Linked DNA regions of Mus musculus: region 1 is linked to region 2. The links are chromatin contacts, called in public Micro-C maps. All regions are on one chromosome and are shown on one strand. Each heading gives the region's core, a stretch centred on a gene start, on an enhancer-like site or on the middle of the called end of the contact. The rest is flanking DNA. Distances are from core to core; before and after follow the strand shown.

Region 1 (5,298 bases), core at 889-3,388, 190 kb after region 2:
GCAGGAGAGAGGGAAGAAGTGTGGATAGCAGGGCCAGGAGAAGGTAAGAGAGCTGCCAGGTGCAGTGCGCTACATAATGCCGGAGTGACTCTGAACCAGGTCCCACAGTAGCCTTCTCTCCCGACATCTATGCAGTGTAGGGAGGTTCTAGAGGTTCCTGGATTTAGGTACCCACAGGCCTCAACATTTGGGTACCCAAAGAAAAACACCTCTTAGGTAAACACTGCTGGGAGGAAGACCAATGCTCAGACCCTCATTTAGATACTCTGAAGGGGAAGGGACTGGTTGCTCTCCACAGGGCCATCATAAGCGCCAAGCAGGCCCCTTTCCTTAGGACTAAGAGTTCCCAAGGAGGGTGGACAAGGGCTGTCTTGCCAGCTGGCACTGTGGGCTCCTCTGTGCACACCCTTCCTTCATACCCATGTTCTGGTTCCGGGGTCCATTTCATCCACACCCTTGCCCTGGGGTCCAGGATCCCGACTGTGCTTCTCCACCCTCCTGGAAGCCCTAGTCTCCATTCTCTCCTTCCTGTACTAACAACAAGGTCCTCCTGTCTACTTGCCAGCTAACAGGCAGACACCAGCATGTTGGCATCAGGCAGGCAAGGCCCGCCCCTCTAATAGGACAAGACATCCTCTGCCTTCTCTCTTCAGGCCTTTCAGTACCACTGCTTGGGTGGACACCAAGGACAGAGCTAAGCCAACTAGCCCTGCCTTGTACCGGATCCCCTTCCTGTCTCCTCACGAGCCTGTGGTCCTCTACAGTTATCCCAGCTGGCCACTGATGCTAATAACCCTATGACACAGGGGTTGGGATGTAAGTTAGACAGAAGGGTGGACTTCCCTAAGAGGATATACAGCAGGAGGTATGTATGCGTGGAAATGGCCCAGTGTCCAAGCAGCAAGAGACGTAAGATCTGGACAGTGTCAGGGACACCCTGGTTGTGACCCTCAGTGTGGTTGTTAGTCTACTGACTGTCCGTCCATACAGCGCAGCCTCTTCAGGACGCTGACAACTTGCAACACAGCTCTTTGTATAGGAACTCCTGAGCAAAGGCCACCAACTTGAAATGGTGTCTGGAGACAGATGCATGCTGGGTAGGAGTGCAGAGTAGGGCAGGCTACTCTGAGTGGCCTGTGGTGGGGTGAGGGGTGTTCCTAGGGTGTGTGTGTGTGGTGGGGGGAACCTAGAACACATGAGATCTAGGGCAGTGGAAGACAAAGCAGGCAGGGTGGTGGGAAGGAAGGAAGAAGCAGAGAAAGCCTTGGTGAGATTGCAGGAAGCCCTGGCAGAGGGGCAAAGTCCTCACCAGGAAGCCAGGAAGCCAGGAAGCATGGATTCTTCCTAAGAAAGATGAACTTCTGAAAGGTTTATGCACAGGTGTCACCGCCCTGTCCCCCCCTCCCCCCCAGTTCTGCTTCCTGAGAAGGGCTGAGCAGGGCCCAGCGGGAGCCTGCCAGTGGTGCAGGCAGAGGCCAAGGTGCAGGAGGGGACAGTAAGATGGGGGAATGACGTAAACTCTTGGCAGCTGTGTAGGAGACCGGACACAGGACAGGCATGTCCCAGGGCTGCATGCAAGCAACTGGATGTGCGGTGCCCTTTTCCAAGACAGAGAGGCAAGCAGAGGGCTGTGACAGCAGAGAGTATGCATGTGACTCAGGAGAGCAGGGGCAGGAGCTGGAATAGAGCAGAGCAGTATAGAGTGAGGAGAGGCCCACGGAGGCCCTGGGGACCCCCAGAAGGCTGACCATGTGGCCCAAGAGGGCAAAAACAGGGCCAAGGCCTCTCAGAAGGTTCCAGCACGATAGTGAGTGCTTCAGGGAAGCAAGGTCCGGTTGGTGCCTGGAAGCCCCCTGAGTGACAACTGTACATGCTTCTAAGGGTAGAGGACCCCCAGGAGTGAGGCGGGGGCAAGAGAGGAAATGATCCCCAACACACCCACGGTATGAGACAGTGGGAGGTTATTCTGGGGCCTCCTTCAGTAAATATAGCCTCTGAGCTAGTTGGAGTTGGGCGGAGAAGGGGGGCCCAGCGGAGGTGGCTTCCTCAGTTTGTTTGGGGCACTTCCTTATAAGGCTGAGCAGGCTGAGGCGCCTCCAAGGGTGAGGTCAGGGGCAGAGGCTCCCTCCTGCCCAGTCTGATGCTGTCCCTGTAGCTGCCAGAGTCCCAAAGGAAATCAAAGTCTAGGCTTTGTACTACAGCCAAAGGCGCAAGCCAAGCGTGGCCTCTTAAAGCACTCCCTCCCCCATCCTGCTTGGGACACCCATCCTGGGTGGGACTCTCTTGGGCCCCTTGATTCCTCAGAGCCTGGGTTTTCTACCTGTAAGGTCCTGGGTGAGGGGAATTCTTCCTAGAGACTCCAAACATTTCTCAGATGAATGACATCACCCTTGATCCCCTCCTCAGCGCTCAGCCACCGGGGTGGGGGTGGGGAAACCAACCCGGGATTCATTCATTGTCTGAAAGAAAATCCCCCCTCTCCATTCTTGTGCTGCCCACACTCCACACCCCAGCCTCGCCCTGGGATGCCAGCTGTTGCCACTTGACCCATGCTGATGCAGCTGCTGTCAACCCTGCCAGCCTCTCTGGTGGGGGGACGAAGGAATGTAGTTTCATTTCGTCTGGAATGTGCTATCTGTACTACCGGTAGAAGGGGAGCCCACCCAGCCCAGAAAACCAGAGAAGACTCTGGCCGTAGGGATAGGCCCCAAGTTTCTATTGTATGCCGTCCCACCCCATCTGTGTGTGTGGGGGGGGGCAGGGAGAGGGCTAAATTCTAGGGTGGGCTCAACAGCAGGAAGGCTGGAAGTTAGCGGTGAGTCCTCCTGAGAGGAGGGAGAAGAGCCTGAACTACCCTGGTTCAGGTAGTGAAGAAAGGTTGCCAGCAGCTGTCTCTGAGCCCAGGAGCCACCTTAGGACCACACTAGAGCATGAAGCTGCCATAGAGCTGTGGGCACCGCTTGGTTCAGGGGCAGAGGAGCCGAGGCGTGAAGCCTCCAGCAGTTTGCTTTGGTACGCAAAGGAACCAGTGCTTCTTCTTCTAGCTTCCCCTGCTTTCTCCACCCTGAACCCTCTCACACCACCTCCTAACTCAACATCTGCCAGCAGGTCAGGAATAGTAAACCTGCCTCTAGCCTCAGCCCTCTCCAGCCCTGGTGCCCAGGGGCTCCTCCTGCCACCCCATAATCTAACGACCATTCTGTATGCCCTATCCCAAAAGGATGGGGCCCAGTTGTCTGAACCCCAGGTCCTGGCACTTCTTCTTCCCTTTCAGAGTCCCCTTTAATCATGGACCTCCCTCCTCACCCTTACAACTCAGCTGCGGTTCCATAAATAAACTGAGGCAGGTGCCAGGAGGCCTCTGTCGAGGAACCCCCACCCTGCAGCTGTGGGATCAGCTGCTCACAATCTGTTGGCCTTAGGCCCCAAAGGGGTGCCTCCTCAGGAGACTTTGGCTAGCTCTGAAATCCCCCTGATTTCTCTGGGGCCCTGTGTTCCCACTAATGGACCTCACTCAGCACAAAATGATCCCTTTGACTTTCCCTTCTCTTGCCTCTCTCCCCTCCCACCAGGCATCCAGAATGGCTCTGCCTCTCCAGGATGGCTATGAGTTCCAGACACCTTAGAGGGAACTTCAGCTGACTCTAATGGGGGAAACTGAGGCACAGAGTAACATATCTTAGTCAATAATGTAGTGTCTCCAGATGCCTCTTGGGGTCAGCAGAACATGGGCCAGGGAGCTTTGGGCTGTCTTTCATTGAGTATTGTCTTAGTCAGGGTTTCTATTCCTGCACAAACATCATGACCACGAAGCAAGTTGGGGAGGAAAGGGTTTATTCAGCTCACACTTCCACACTGCTGTTTATCACCAAGGAAGTCAGGACTGGAACTCAAGCAGGTCAGGAAACAGGAGCTGATGCAGAGGCCATGGAGGAGTGTTACTTACTGGCTTGCTTCCCATGGCTTGCTCAGCTTGCTTTCTTATAGAACCCAGGACTACCAGCCCAGAGATGGCACCACCCACAAGGGGATCTCCCCCCTTGATCACTACTTGAGAAAATGCCTTACAGCTGGATCTCGTGGAGGCATTTCCCCAACTGAAGCTCCTTTCTCTGTGATAACTCCAGCTTGTGTCAAGTTGACACACAAAACCAGCCAGTACAAGTATTAAATATGAGTAGTATTTAATTCCAGTCTTAAGTGGTCAGAAGCCTTCTCTCTGTTAACAATCCACTTAAACACCAAGGCATCTGGGTAGCCTGAGACTCAGGGTCCACCCACTTAGCCTATCACTTGAGCCACTGGCCCAGTGGGAGAGCATTCACATCCTATCTGCCTCTTTCCTAGCCTTTCCTCATTTTCTGTCCATGAACTTTTCAGTTCTTCTGCCCAGGAGGAAGCTAGCTATTTTTGCAGCAAGCCAAATAGAAGGCAGACATCAGGAAGGACCTCCGTTTGGGAAAGGGAGAGCCAGTTGCATCAGGCTCTGAGAGAGGGGGCACCTACGCAGGCACTCTGGTCAGGATCTGACTACAGAGCCTGAAAAAGATCTCTGACAAGGAGGTGAATTTTTAGAAGTCTTCGGGAACTGCTAAGTCACTGTGGACACTAGGACAATGGGACCCTTTCTCTCTCCACGCAGGAGTCAGGCCGACAGACAGGGCCTCCCGGCTGGGACAAAGGCCCCAAGTGAAGTCAGGCAGTGTTGTGGGAGGCAAGGGTATGGTGAAGAACTGGGAGGTGGAATGTGTCAGAGCATCCAGAGGCAGCAGGAACCTGGCAGAAGGCCAAATCACAGGCTCCTAAGCGCCGTGCCCCCTGGGCAACGCTCAAGCTGCTACCTATTGCCCTGGGTGGGTCTCTCTTTTCCAATACCTCTTAAATCCGGGGAACAAGACATCCTGATGGGGACCCCACTCAACTCATATGTGGAGGAGGCTGAGAGTCAGGGCACACAGTCAGGGTCCCAACAGTGACAGCTGGCAGCCGTGGCCGAGGTGTGGCCCTACTCCAAGTCTCCAAAGAGGTGTGCTGGTGCTCTATGTGTGACTCCCGAGGCACTGGCTAGCTACTGTCCATTCAGGGCACTGCTGAGTTATTCCAGGACACCCCCTTCCCTCTTCCTCCCCTCCCCCCCCCCCTTCCCCAGGAAGCTCAACAAGCCAGGAGGAGGTTTCCTGTTTGCTGCCCTGCCAGAGAGGCCCAGCAGGTGAGGGAGGACTCTGATTCTAGTCTCCCATCCACTTCTGGGACTCTCCTTACCCACAGAACAGAGAAGATGGTGGACCTGTGCCAAGT
Region 2 (5,120 bases), core at 867-3,366:
ACTCTTCCCCCTCAAAACCTTTGGTTCTTCCCCACAGCAACCCCTACTCTCTCCTCTCCAGCACTTTGCCAAACCAAGCAAGAAGCATAGAGCCATTGGGCGCTCCCCGAGCCCCTCCTTAATCGTGAGGGACCCAGGAAGGGAGAGAGGATCCTGGAGTGGATGGACTCACAGATAAGGAGATGGAGACCCCAAGACAGAGATAAGGGCTGAGAACCAGGGAGGCAAAAGACAGACAGACAGACAGACAGACTTGTTTGGGAACTTTCCCTTGGCTTAAAAAAAAAAAAAAAGGAGTAAGGGAACCAGTCAGTCCAAGGGACCCTGTGCTTCCCTGATCCCAGCCTTGTTCCCCATAGGATGGCTATGTGTCTGTCCTCCCCCTGGAGTTCTAAGGAATTGTTGCTAGCCACGTTGAGGGAGTCCAGATCCCTGTTCTGCCCCCAAGGGTTTCAAGCTATAGAGACCCAGGGAGTTGCTAAGAAGATCTATGTAGCCGGGTATGTGTGAGCTGTCAGGCAGTGTGTGTGCTTCATGCCGCCTCATTTGTTCAGATTCATAATCAATCTGTCTATTTGAGTCCATTAGCTCCCTGTTAGCTATGCGGGTGAGGGAGGAGGGAGAGGATTGTGCAGGAGGAGTTGGGAGGATCAGGCCCCACCCAGGGGGGTGAACATTTCAGCTCACCACCCTGCCAGCCTCTTCCTCAATAATCTAGGCTTGCCCACTACCCCTGTCCCTGGGCTGGACTCCCTTGGAGTCTTGAAAGGCTCTGAAGAACGAGAACATTGATGGAAACAATCAGGAGGCTGGACTCTGGTTTGAATGGACAGGCCGGGGAGTAACCATCTAGACTTCAAACCCCATCCCATCCTGCAGGAGCCTAGACCCAGACCAAGACAAGGCCATCTCCTCTCTTCTTGGTCTCCCTAGGGCCATTAGAAAGAGATTGAGTACCTCCGTTAATTACCACAAGATGCCCGAGTAACTCGGTGCCAATCACTGCAGGCTGCTAGCTCCACCAGCGTGCAGAATACTCAAGTATTTTCCAGCCATCACTGTGTGATGCGGAGTTCCTTCAGGTCAATTATACTCTCAAAGGTCTCACTAGCTGCTACAAAGTACTTGAGTATTTTGTAACCGATTATTGCACATTGTCTAAGTACTGCAGAGCTGAAGGTTCCTCCCAGCTCTGGACCTGGAAAATGGGAAAATCACTCAGCAACAGCCCTGACTCCCTGATACAAGAAGGGAGACAAAGGTGAAAGGAGAGATGGGTGAGCAGAGAGAGAAGCAAAGGGGTTTCGTTCCCTGCTTCCCGCATCCAAATCAAGGAGACTTGTGGTCAGTGGAAAGGAAAAAAGAGCTCAGACACCAAGCTGGTTCCTCACCATCTCCCACCAACTCCAGCTCAATCACAAATCCAGAGAAGAGCTGGATTCCCTGCATGACAAGGAAGAGGTTGGGGGCTGGCTTCCCCCTAAGTAAAAGAAGATAGCAAAGGTGCCACACTGCCAAATTCTGCACAGCTAACCACTCCTCCATGGGCTTAGGAACTTGGGCTCTTGATTGAACCCCACAAAAAGGTTCTTATCCTAGATCGCTGGACCAATGCCTAATCCACCTAGTTTCGGTCTTGCTCTACCCCAAACCAGCACCACAGTTAGCTACCCTTAATCCTGAGCGACATCCAGACAGTGACTGCGCGGCTCTGCCAGGGTGGTGGCAGCGGGAGAAGCCGCCGCAGCACAGCCAAAGGCTACACGTGCCAGTCTCCTACAGCAGCCAAGCCTGACCCCTCAAGCCAGAGGTGAATGAGTGCGCGCCCTCGGGGAAGGGCTGTGCCCTCCTGACCCCGCACCCCTCCCCCGAACGACACACACTCACAGCTCCGTCAGGTTCCCGGCGCCCCGCAGGCCGCGGAGGGTATCCAGGGACCCTGCCCTGGTGCAGCGCAGCCCCGAGGGGCCCACGGGACAGCAGACCTCGCGACAGGATGCGGCGGAGGCACAGGCCAGCATCAACGAAGTCATCAGACTGCCTAGCCCCGCGGCCGGGCGATGCCAGCCCAGCTGCCCGAGCCGCTGGCCTCGCAGCATCGCGGCGGCGCCCGCCTTGCTCGGGCCGCGCAGCCGTCCGTGCGCTCCTAGCTGCCGCCGCCCGGCCTCGCGCGACACGTGCGCGGGGCGGTGTTAAAGACTAGCCACCAGGAGAGGGCGGCACCCACGGCCCCGCCCCGCCCCGCCTGCCAATGCCCCCAGTGCCCCCTCCCCTTTTGAGGCCCTAATGCCAGCTCGCCTTCCTAATGTCCCTCGCGGCTGCAGGAGACCTGGGGCGGGGGGCTGCCATAGATTGCCTCACAAGTGTCTTCTGAGGCTGGGGGAGCTAGGAAGCTGATACCTTATTTCTCACAGTAAAACAGCTGCATTTTCAGATTTGCGGGGAAGTGGAGAAATTGAGCAAGGGAAGGGTTGAAGTCCAGGTCATCCCAGCCAGCCTCACGGTGCACTTTACTTAAGAGGGTGTGCATGTCACTTGGAATAAGTTAGGTGAACGCTCTCCAGACCCTAGTAAGGAAAGGGAGAGGGCCTCAGCATGGCTGGATGCAGAACCTGGGGAGAAAAATAGTGGGAGAGAAGAGTCCTTAGAACACAATTGGAGGAAGATTGGAAAGTGGAGACCTCTCGGTCCTCAAAAGACCACAGGGTGGCGCTAGAAGCCCTCGCGCCCGGCGTTTGCGCTCGGCCTGGGGCTTCGAGGGCGGAGAAGAGCAGTTCTGAGCCTTTCTAAGCTGTGCCTCTGGTCTTAGGGTCAGTTCCCAATCCTAACCATCCATCTGGGGCCCCAGAGCCGAGCCATGGCCAGGCAGACCAAGCTTGGCATCGATCGCCGTCCTGACAAGAGCATCGATTTCTGTGCGGAGAAATTAATAGATCTCTTAGTTCTTCGGACGTGGGAGCTGGGAACCATCGGCTCACGGTATTTGTGAACCTGGGAAGTCTCAGGCCCAGCATCCAGGCCACTAAATGGCAAGTCTTGCGCAATGGCCTTCTTGACTGCACGTATAAGTGTCGCGTTTAAGAGATCATCCCATCATGAATTGTCCTCCAAGTGGCCCCGAATAAGTACATATATAGAGACCCACTAAGCATCCTGAGTTCTTAAAAGTAACCAAATGGAGCCAGGCAGTGGTGGCACACGCCTTTAATCCCAGCACATGGGAGGCAGAGGCAGGCAGATTTCTGAGTTCGAGGCCAGCCTGGTCTACTTCCAGGACAGCCAGGGCTACACAAAGGAACCCTGTCTCGAAAAACCAAAAAAAAAAAAAGTAACCAAATGAAGGAGGAATCTCACAGAGAGAAGAACGACTCGTCTCCTAGGGATTTGAGCCAAAACCAAGGGATTTGACGGGGACATACCCCGCGCCAAGGAAGTATGTTCAAAGTAGCCTCGGGAGGCTGGGAAGGGCTGTGAGAGGCGAAGTGGTGAGGTCGAAGTGGTGAGGTCTTCAGGTTTCACCAGTGGAGTCCGACCTGTCCAGGCTGCGGGAAGTTACCCCGCAGATGTCAAAACACCTGTTGGACTCCAGAACTCCCCTGCAAATCAAGCCAGGGAGCCCAGCCGCTCCCTCCAGATCTGCAGCGAGCGGGTTGGGGGGGTGGGGATGGGGGAGAGAGGGAAACTGAGACAGAGAGAGGGGTTCCAGAGCTCAGTTCTTGGCCCCCAACCTTATTTCCCCAACACATCTGTCCCCCACCTCCCTCAGTTGACAGGCTAAATATTTTCCCTTGACTTGGTGGGAGGGGCGGAGAGAACAGAGAAGTCGGCGGGCGGCGGCGTAAACCAATCCGTTTCTGGAAAGGGCGGGAGCTGGGCGAGGTCCCTGCCTTTCTGCCCCACCAGCCGCGGCCGGTCGACCGAGAGTGGAAGTCTGCATGTCCAGGAGGTCCGCGGAGTGTCTCGGGGTGGAGTGCTGCGGGTGTCTCGGGACCCCGCTGCCGCCCCTTGGGGCACTCCCGGGGCTCACCGGGGGCTTCCACTCTGCCTCCCCTCAGGACTGCCTGGACTGTCTGGATCTTTGTGTTCTGAATCATCCTCCCTCTGGATGCCTCTCTGAGGCTCCTCCACTCCTATCTGCATCTCTGTCCCAGTATCTGTCTCTGGACCACACTGAGGCTGTCTCTAGCTGCTTGTCACAGGCTTTGTTTCCTCTGTTCCGAAATTCTTTTCTATCTCCCGCGGTCTCTATTTGAGATCTCTAATCCCTTTGCCTTTGTGTGTCGTCGTCGTCCCCACCCCTGCCACTTCACACTGGAACCTGGGTCTGCATCCTCCTTTCTCCCTGGAGGATACCTGGAAGACAACCAGGGCTGAGGTCATGGCAGTGCCTGCTCTGTGGCCCTGGGGAGTACACTTGCTTATGAGCCTGCTGTCCTTGGGATCTGGCCTGGACACACTAGAGGGTGAGTCCCCAGCAACGTCCGTCTAACCCCCATCTCCCTCCAGAACACCTATACTTAACTTAGTCTTTGGTTGGTTGGTTTTGGTGTCTCCAGACAGGGTTTCTCTGTGTTACCCTGGCTGTCCTAAAACTCTATCTGTAGACCAAGCCGGCCTTGAACATAGAGATCCACCTGCCTCCACCTCTCAAGAGCTGGGGTTGAAGGTGTGCAGCACAACTGATTCCTAGTTAGTCTTTATTGGGACGGGAAGACGAGGATCAGCTCTCAGAAGGACTTTTTGCCAGCTAGAACTGTTATATGAAGAGTTTTCTCTCTCAGCTCCCCTAAGAGGTTAAGGAGTTAGAAATGGAACGAACAGATGTTCTTCAACTCACGGCTGTTAGTGAAACCGCGATCCCAGTAAAGTCTGAGTTTAAACCAAAATGAGACTGAGAATTGGAGGTTGCTTCTAGGGCCACTGACTGATAAGAGGCAGGCTGGGATCGAAGCTGAAAACCAGGCACCATTAAGCAATTTGACTTACTGTGTGGATTGTAGGCTCAGAGACAGGAGAGGCAGACCCAGGGCAAGTCCTGAGCTCTGGCACCCCAGGCTTTCATCTGTGTTGGTGGGGACCCTGGGGTCCCACTGTGGGCAGGAGGGCTGTCTGAGAGAGGA

Evidence for each region. A called contact is a pair of places that touch in the nucleus more often than the background predicts.
Region 1: a contact with region 2 is called in a Micro-C map of the HL-1 cell line, with 2.7 times the contacts expected there. The contact joins the enhancer-like site here to the promoter of Ntrk1 in region 2. A contact is called at or near these places in 6 of 39 promoter capture datasets (the C10 cell line, the HPC-7 cell line, cranial neural crest and 1 more), 2 of 15 datasets of contacts at CTCF or cohesin (the G1E-ER4 cell line and embryonic stem cells), 10 of 484 Hi-C or Micro-C datasets (the G1E-ER4 cell line, the HL-1 cell line, embryonic stem cells and 1 more), 8 of 115 datasets of contacts at active chromatin or transcription factors (embryonic stem cells, pancreatic cancer cells and stem cell-derived neural progenitor cells) and 4 of 9 other capture datasets (adipose tissue, embryonic stem cells, liver and 1 more).

Annotation. Positions count from the first base shown.
Region 1 is chr3:87,980,918-87,986,215 of GRCm38.p6, forward strand. No RefSeq gene overlaps it. Among named protein-coding and RNA genes, the nearest start is that of Nes, 12 kb to the left of the region's middle. Within about 2 kb of position 2,139, at least 131 of the 459 cell types and tissues checked have an H3K27ac peak or open chromatin away from gene starts, as enhancers often do. A contact at or near this core is called in the HL-1 cell line, the HPC-7 cell line, adipose tissue and 4 more, where this site is marked.
Region 2 is chr3:87,793,046-87,798,165 of GRCm38.p6, forward strand. It overlaps Ntrk1 (neurotrophic tyrosine kinase, receptor, type 1), which reads right to left and starts at 2,117. Exons shown (of 17, transcript NM_001033124.1): 1 at 1,888-2,117. The coding sequence starts at 2,099. It overlaps Insrr (insulin receptor-related receptor), which reads left to right and starts at 3,906. Exons shown (of 22, transcript NM_011832.2): 1 at 3,906-4,463. The coding sequence starts at 4,379.